Regions from separate parts of the Mus musculus genome. Here all the other regions are linked to region 1. A link is a contact called in public Hi-C data. All regions are on one chromosome and are shown on one strand. The core of a region is the stretch at or near the end of the contact, and the rest is flanking DNA. Distances in the headings are between cores, read along the strand shown.

Region 1 (2,856 bases), core at 216-2,715:
AAGAATAGGCCTCTGCCGGGCGTGGTGGCGCACGCCTTTGATCCCAGCACTTGGGAGGCAGAGGCAGGCGGATTTCTGAGTTCAAGGCCAGCCTGGTCTACAAAGCGAGTTCCAGGACAGCCAGGGCTACACAGAAAAACCCTGTCTCGAAAAACCAAAAAAAAAAAAAAAAAAAAAAAGAATAGGCCTCCTCTGCATCATTCTGGAACAATCTCCTACTAGTGCCAGGTAGGCAGGTAAGTAGTCTGCTAAGACCAGGGAAATTTTAGAGGAAAAAAGAAATAAATGTCTGCTGAATGTTGACATTTAACACTGAAAATGGAGAGGCGTATTTTCACTTCGATCAACCAAATACCAAGGCCTGGATGTACAAGACAGAAAAGATGTCAAGAGAATCCCTTTGCCAAGGCAAAGTTGCATACATTTAAAGTGGGTTTTGTTACTAACACAGGGTCTAGTGTAGCCTCAAATTCCTTATGTTGCTGAGGGTGACCTTGAATTCCTGATTCTTGCCTCCACCACCTCCCCAGAGCTGAGATTGAAGCAAACCATCCTACCCTCCTTGCCTGGGGTTTTGTTTGATTTCGAGAAGTTTTAACAGAGGCTTCTAATACATCTATTGTGAAAACACTCACAGTCGTCCTCGAAGCCTATCTAACGGACCCTAAACATTACTTTCCTTGTCAAGTGTACCGTGGGGGATCTTTACAGATACCCACATCACCAGCCAGTCCAGTGACTTTTCAGTAAAGAAACTTTTGACGGCAGCTCCCTAGATTAGTTATCAGCCAGAACAGTTAGCTCAATGCGCCCTCAGTGTCACGCATCTCCAAAGTTTTGCAGCAGGGTACGCGCACTCGACCAGGCGCGCGCCCAAGGTCGCAATGCCAGCGAGCGGCGGGCAGATCTCAGCAGTGTGACAGCTCATGCCCGCGGCTCACCAAGAAGAGTGTTCCTAGTAAAGGTCCAAGGGCAGGGACATGGGTGAACCTAGCGCGGCGTGGGAAGCTAAAGAGCCGCGTCCTTCCGCCACAGGCAGCCAGATGCCCGGAGGCTGAAGGACACCCGACACTCACCGTCACTCAGCCCCTACAAGAAGCACAGAAAGAGAAGTCACCGACACGGAGCCCGCAGCTCCCTTAGGACTTGCAAGCACCGACGCTCCGCGCATGCGTCATCCTGCATGCATCGCTCCGCCTGGACCGGTCCACTGTCCCATGCTGAGGGGGATCTAGGGCCATCCCACCGGGGCTCGGCGGGGACAGCACACAGAGATGACTGCCAGGTGGAATTCGAGACGGAGAACAATTATATTTACATGATCCTGTCTCTGAGTACAGCGACTCTGGGGATCTAAAGCGTTTTCCATCAGGCGCCCACAGCCGCGTCCCCCCGTGCAGCCGAAGCAGTGCGGAGGGCTTGCCAGGTGGGCGGGGCCCGAGCGGCCATTGGCGGCTTCAAAAGCACCTCGGCGGGAACCGCTGCAGAGACGGCGGGCGATGTGGACTGGTAAGGCAGCCTCAGCGACACCGAATTGGACTCGGAGGCGGCGGGAGGACTACAGGAGCCAGGCCTCAGACATCTACGGGGGCCTTGCCACGGCGCAGTTCCGCCACGGGATCTTAGCCTAGGAGTGACACTAGTGGAGGCCGGGTCCGGGCCAAGAGGGCCGGGATGAGCGTCCATGGCGTCATATCCGCCCGGAGTGGGGCGGGGTTTTATGTCCCTTGGCGTTTATGCCATGGAGGCTCCGGGCTGCCCGCTCAAGAGCTGCTTTACTTTGATCCTTAGGTTCCGTCGAGCCTAGGTGTCAGCTCTCTAATTCCTAGCCTCGCCTCAGTTTTTGTCCATGCCTCCTGTTGCTATACTCCTTGTGCTCCATGCGGGTCTACCGGATCGTTATTGTCACGTGTACATTCAACAGCCTTGTCTTAGCTGCTACCATGAATAAAGCGCTAGAAAATAGAAATTGAAATAGTAACAGGGCAGAAAGTTCACTCAAAGACTTGCTAACTTTGTTGATGTGTTACGCCCTTTCTGTCATTTCTTTTAGGAAGGGCATGGTGCAGATAGATCACTCAGAATTAAGAATCTTCGGAAGTGCTAAGGATTGGGCACCCCACCCCGAAGGCCCTGATCTCCGAAGTTTATAGCCGCATCTGGCCTGGTCAGTACTGGGATAGGAGAAATGCCTGCTTTGCATACACTCTCCTCTAATTTACCTCACTGAGGATCAGGAAAACGCTCTCAGATGTTGTCACGAACAAGGTGTTGGTTTAATAGTTGACAGACAGTGGAACTATATCCTTCCCTTGTGCATACCGCTTAGGGTGGGTATCCAGTCACTCTTCCATCAGTCATTAGTCAAGTGCATATGAGATTGTTCTTGGGTGACCAGACTCGCTGTGTGATTTGGCTCATGGTGACTGAAATTGCTAGGATCAGAACCCCCCAGCCCTGGCAGCCCTAACAAGCTAGGCTCCATAGGCCACTTAAAAGGACAAGTCTTTTGTTTGTTTGTTTGTTTGTTTGTTTTGTTTTTTCGAGACAGGGTTTCTCTTTATAGCCCTGTCTGTCCTGGTACTCACTTTGTAGACCAGGCTGGCCTTGAACTCAGAAATCCGCCTGCTTCTGCCTCCCAAGTACTGGGATTAGAGATGTGCGCCACCACCGCCTGGCTAAAAAAGACAAGTCTTAAATGAGAGGCAGAAAAGAGACATGTATTCAGTGTGGCCACACTGGGAAGAGCAAAGAGGTCTAGTGACCCACACACCAAGTGTTGAGTCCTGAAACAGAAGATTCAACAGAAAGCAGAGGGTATACACAACTAAGCAGCCCTAGTCACGGTGTGGTCCT
Region 2 (2,856 bases), core at 265-2,764, 4.9 Mb before region 1:
ACAAATGATAAGTTAATGAATGTGGCCATTCTATGTTTTACACTGTCCTCTCAGATTTCAGCTTGCTTTGGGCATGTTAGCACCTTACAAGGTTTCTTTTGAGACAAATGTTCTTTTCCTCCGTTTCTAATCTACCTCACTCCAGCAAATTTCCAAAGTCTCTCACTGAAAGCTCTCACAGCAGCTGTGTTTAAGGGTGTGGGCATGGAGTTATACTTTCTAGGTTTCAATCTCAGTTTTAATACAGATGAACTGTGTGATTCCTGGGTAATTAGTTTTCACATCTGTTAAAACATGACTAATAGTATTTAACATTTTTTTTTCTAGACAGGGCTTTTCTGTGTAACAGTCCTGGCTGTCCTAGGACTTGCTCTGTAGACCTGGGTGCCCTGGAACGCACAGAGATCACCTGCCTCTGCCTCCTTTGTGCTAGGATTAAAGGCACGTGCCACCTAGCTAGTATTTAACATCTCTTATAAATACTTAAAAAGGCAAATGTCTATATACTGTGATTAGCATTCAGAAGATACAACATTTGGTGATCTGGGAAATTTGTATTGGTGGCAGAAGAGAAGCAATGTAACGGGCACACCAAGCCACTTCCATACAACCTAACAGAACATTATGCAGATCAGATCTGAAAGAGGCCTACAGTTGGCAGAAGAAATTCTCTCACTCTTGGCTGTTAGCGCTCACTGGATATAGCTCGACTTCAGTCGATTATATAAAAAGCTCCGTAGATGAGCTCACGCGATGGCTAGAGATGGCAGAGCATTTGTAGAATAAACAACAGAATTGTTTTTTTTGTTAGTTTGTTTTTTTTCTGAGCTCTGATGCGATGTTTTGGCAAGGTATTTCTAAGACTTCTGCAAAATGCAGGCACATTTTGCAGTAAATGGTAATGACTATTCTGGCAGGGGCTGACAGAGATTGTAACTTTCAAGTCTAACGCAGAGAAGTCTTGTATTTCTAGAAGGAATCCCAGAATCCTGTTAGTTCCTGATAGGCATCACAGAAGTTTATTTTATGAAGGTAGCCATCTGCCATTAAATTCGAGGTACACATTAGAACTACAAAACAAGGGGACGAAGCGGTCCAAACTACATCACGTCATTCACGCAGTTGTCGAACGTTTCGATATTTTGGGTCCGCTGTAATTCATCTCTACAACCCCAGGGCTCCTTCATACGAAGCAGCTCACAACAGGTATTGCTTTGGCTAAAAATAACAGTGCAAAGGTTGAAAAAACAAACAAACACTTCTTTTCCCACCCTTCCTACCGCAGGGCTGGAGAGCCTAGCAGGGCTGAGACCCCTCCCCGTGGGAGCAGTGGACACAGGTCCTCACAGTCTCCCCCCACCGCCCTCCCCTCGGCCAACTGTGTAGAGCTAACCCCGAGACGCCGATCCGGAGTCCCTCACACCCTATTATCCACGCGCCGCAACCTCCACGCGATGCCCCTCTACCGCCACGCTCGTTTAACCAGGTTGCGCAGCGGAAGTGACGCCCTAGAGGGCCGCTCCGGTCAAGCTCTGCCCGCAAAGCACGCTGGTCTTTGTAGTCTGTGGGAACGGTGCAAAGGGGAGGAAGCCGCCTCCGCAGCAAAGACCGACTTAGCTCGCATCTCATCAAAATTTTGAACAGAACTATAAGCAGATCCTCTGACAGTTTCTCACCTCAGTCATGGGCTTGGATGACCTGGCCCTCACTCATTTCTCTCATAACCCATTGTTATTCTTCAAATCGTTTCTTTTTTTTTTTTTTTTTTTTTCGAGACAGGGTTTCTCTGTGTAGCCCTGGCTGTCCTGGAACTTACTCTGTAGACCAGGCTGGCCTCGAACTCAGAAATCCACCTGCCTCTGCCTCCGGAGTGCTGGGATTAAAGGCATGAGCCACCACTGCCCGGCTCTTCAAATACAGTCTTATGGACATATATGCATGTATATATTTTAAAAGATTTATGTGCGTGTGCCTGTATCAATTGTCAATTTGTGCACATATGTGCATGCAAATGCCCAAGGCAGCTAGAAAAGGGTATTGGGAACTGGATCACGGTTGCAAGCTGCCTGACACACGGGTGCTGGGTACTGAAGCCTGGTCCTCTGTAAGAGCATCAATCCCTTGCAGCACTGAGCCATGTCTCCTGTACTGCAGTCTAAGTCTGCCTCCAGCCAAAAGGAACCTGCACTGGATCTGGTCTGGTTCTCCCTCAACTCTGCACTCAAGCCCTAAAGAAAATAAAAGGGATTTTTATGGAAGAAGTGACTTGACTTTTGTTCTCTGGTTGTTTCCAGTATTTCAGCACAATGGCTCATACTGAATAGACAGACATTAATATACATTTATTAGAGATTCTGACTGCAGGTGGGGCCGAGAAGTTGGCTTAGGAGTTAAGAGCACACCCTGCTCCCATGGGGCTGACCTTCGTTTTTCAGCCTCCGTGCTGGGCAGCTTACAGTGCCTGTAACTCTGGCTCTAAGGGACCCAACATCTCTGGCCTCAGGGCACCTGCACTCTAAATGCACACACACACACACACACACACACACACAATTGATAATAAAAATAAATCTTAAAAAGAATACAATGACAGAGCTCTAATTAGACCACTCATCAGACCAGCAGCCCGGGGGAGAAAAAGTAACACTGCATGGGTAAAGAGAGAAATGATTTATTTGGTAACGAGGAATAAAAAGAACTTCTTTAGTTCTTCTCTCTTGTGGAGGTTGGACTGCAGTGGCCAGATGGACGGCGCCACACAGGAATCGCTCCCTCAGACCAGATCTGCTGAGATGCAGACACCATAGTTGCATGTGCCTTCTAGACAGAGGGGCTGGCCTCTGTGCTCTCTGGGGT
Region 3 (2,856 bases), core at 227-2,726, 4.2 Mb after region 1:
TGGTGGTGGCGTGGGGGGGGGGTCGGAGAAGAAGAAAGACTGAGACAAATGTTTTATCTGTCGCCTTCTTCCCTACCCAACCGGACCAACAACTTCCAGAAGGTTCTGCGAGGCATAGAGCCATTCCGTAGGGACATCTCGGTGCTTCTGAGGAAGCGGACCGAGCAGGGATCCGATGACGACTGGAGATGTTGAAGGAATAAATACCAGTCCACAAATAAACAAACTGTCCCCGGGATTCCTAGAGGGAAGGAGCACGCTTGAAGGTCGGGGAACTCCGAGTCGCTGTGCGTCAAGGTTGGCATAAAATTAAAAAAAAAAAAAGTCCTTCAGTTACCAGGCCCTCTAAGGAGCCCCTGGTCCTCAGCTCACCTTATCAAAACTCAGTAAAACAAACAGCCTGAAATACAGTCAATTTACAGGATCCCAAAGATGCTGACCGCGGAGTGGGACCCACGCCGGGCCCCGGCAACAGCTAGGGAAGCGGGTCCGAGGCTACACAGTGCCGCGCTCCTTTGCGTTTCCAGTGACGAAGCCGGCGATGGAGTGCAGGCTTGGAGCTCCCCACGCCGAACGGGGACACCAGCTCCCGGGGGCTGGCTGCCTTGTCCTAACCTCCAGACAGCGCTTTCATAGGTGGGGAGAAGGGAGAGGCCGGGATGGATGGCAGGGAAAGCTAGCCCTCGTCTATGCGGGAGAGGAGACCAGGAAAGCAACAGTTGGGTTCACGCGCTTCCCTGAACCCCACGAAATTGTTTGGAGGACTCAGATGGATCACCTAAGTAGCAGCGAAGACGAAGGACCAATGGTTCCTTAGGTGTTACCTTCCCAGTTTGGCATTCCCACTAAGCCTTCCCTCCCAGCCCGACCCCGTCGTGAAGGGGAGAGGAACCGAATTCTCCAACCCGGCCTCCTTTGTGGGCTCTTCCTCAACCTGGAAGCGTCCTGTGAATTATCCATCACTGCATTCAACAGGCCCTACACGCTCAGTCCGTTTGCTCTGAACCCATTACAACTAGGCCCCGATAATTAAGAAATCTAATTATTCGCCTCTTCATCCATTAATAATAATAAAAAAAAAATCTCCAGGCTCTTTCCTACTTACAAGGTCTTGGGGGCAAATCTCTGCCCAACTTCATCAATTCGATGTTATATTTCAAACTAAACTTCTTTTTATTTTCCAAAGGAACAGGGTTTTTAATTTTTGCTCTGGACACGTGGTCTCGTTAAACAAAATGTGATAATAAAATAAAATTTTATAAGATGTAACTCATTTTTAAAAGTCCTCAAGTTAACTTGAGCTGGGGGGGGGGGAGATCTGGCTAAGAGCATCTGGGTCTTAGAGCCGACGGATTCAGGCGCTCCTCGTTTTGATTGGTGCCATCCTTCTCGCAGCTGCCAGATGATTGGTGCAAACTTCCTGGAGGGGGCGCGGCCTGAAGAAAGTAAAAACTCGCTTTGAGCCAGAAGACTTTTGAAACTTTTCCCAATCCCTAAAAGGGACTTTGCTTCTTTTTCCGGGCTCGGCCGCGCAGCCTCTCCGGACCCTAGCTCGCTGACGCTGCGGGCTGCAGTTCTCCTGGCGGGGCCCCGAGAGCCGCTGTCTCCTTTTCTAGCACTCGGAAGGGCTGGTGTCGCTCCACGGTCGCGCGTGGCGTCTGTGCCGCCAGCTCAGGGCTGCCACCCGCCAAGCCGAGAGTGCGCGGCCAGCGGGGCCGCCTGCCGTGCACCCTTCAGGATGCCGATCCGCCCGGTCGGCTGAACCCGAGCGCCGGCGTCTTCCGCGCGTGGACCGCGAGGCTGCCCCGAGTCGGGGCTGCCTGCATCGCTCCGTCCCTTCCTGCTCTCCTGCTCCGGGCCTCGCTCGCCGCGGGCCGCAGTCGGTGCGCGCAGGCGGCGACCGGGCGTCTGGGACGCAGCATGCAGGCGCGTTACTCGGTATCGGACCCCAACGCCCTGGGAGTGGTACCCTATTTGAGTGAGCAAAACTACTACCGGGCGGCCGGCAGCTACGGCGGCATGGCCAGCCCCATGGGCGTCTACTCCGGCCACCCGGAGCAGTACGGCGCCGGCATGGGCCGCTCCTACGCGCCCTACCACCACCAGCCCGCGGCGCCCAAGGACCTGGTGAAGCCGCCCTACAGCTATATAGCGCTCATCACCATGGCGATCCAGAACGCGCCAGAGAAGAAGATCACTCTGAACGGCATCTACCAGTTCATCATGGACCGTTTCCCCTTCTACCGCGAGAACAAGCAGGGCTGGCAGAACAGCATCCGCCACAACCTGTCACTCAATGAGTGCTTCGTGAAAGTGCCGCGCGACGACAAGAAGCCGGGCAAGGGCAGCTACTGGACGCTCGACCCGGACTCCTACAACATGTTCGAGAATGGCAGCTTCCTGCGGCGGCGGCGGCGCTTCAAGAAGAAGGATGTGCCCAAGGACAAGGAGGAGCGGGCCCACCTCAAGGAGCCGCCCTCGACCACGGCCAAGGGCGCTCCGACAGGGACCCCGGTAGCTGACGGGCCCAAGGAGGCCGAGAAGAAAGTCGTGGTTAAGAGCGAGGCGGCGTCCCCCGCGCTGCCGGTCATCACCAAGGTGGAGACGCTGAGCCCCGAGGGAGCGCTGCAGGCCAGTCCGCGCAGCGCATCCTCCACGCCCGCAGGTTCCCCAGACGGCTCGCTGCCGGAGCACCACGCCGCGGCGCCTAACGGGCTGCCCGGCTTCAGCGTGGAGACCATCATGACGCTGCGCACGTCGCCTCCGGGCGGCGATCTGAGCCCAGCGGCCGCGCGCGCCGGCCTGGTGGTGCCACCGCTGGCACTGCCATACGCCGCAGCGCCACCCGCCGCTTAC

Evidence for each region. Hi-C and Micro-C count contacts between places; a contact is called where the count stands out from the background.
Region 2: a Hi-C map of muscle stem cells shows a contact between it and region 1, with 5 times the contacts expected there. The contact joins the promoter of Adat1 here to the promoter of Cenpn in region 1.
Region 3: a contact with region 1 is called in a Hi-C map of CD4 T cells, with 6 times the contacts expected there. The contact joins the promoter of Foxc2 here to the promoter of Cenpn in region 1.

Annotation. Positions count from the first base shown.
Region 1 is chr8:116,920,275-116,923,130 of GRCm38.p6, forward strand. Cenpn (centromere protein N) reads left to right here and starts at 1,466. Exons shown (of 12, transcript NM_028131.3): 1 at 1,466-1,509; 2 at 2,054-2,167. It overlaps Cmc2 (COX assembly mitochondrial protein 2), which reads right to left and starts at 1,162. Exons shown (of 4, transcript NM_026844.3): 1 at 1,077-1,162.
Region 2 is chr8:111,990,788-111,993,643 of GRCm38.p6, forward strand. It overlaps Adat1 (adenosine deaminase, tRNA-specific 1), which reads right to left and starts at 1,515. Exons shown (of 10, transcript NM_013925.5): 1 at 1,394-1,515. Kars (lysyl-tRNA synthetase) reads right to left here. Exons shown (of 14, transcript NM_053092.3): 14 at 2,652-2,856. The coding sequence ends at 2,821.
Region 3 is chr8:121,114,695-121,117,550 of GRCm38.p6, forward strand. It overlaps Foxc2 (forkhead box C2), which reads left to right and starts at 1,477. Exons shown (of 1, transcript NM_013519.2): 1 at 1,477-2,856. The coding sequence starts at 1,921.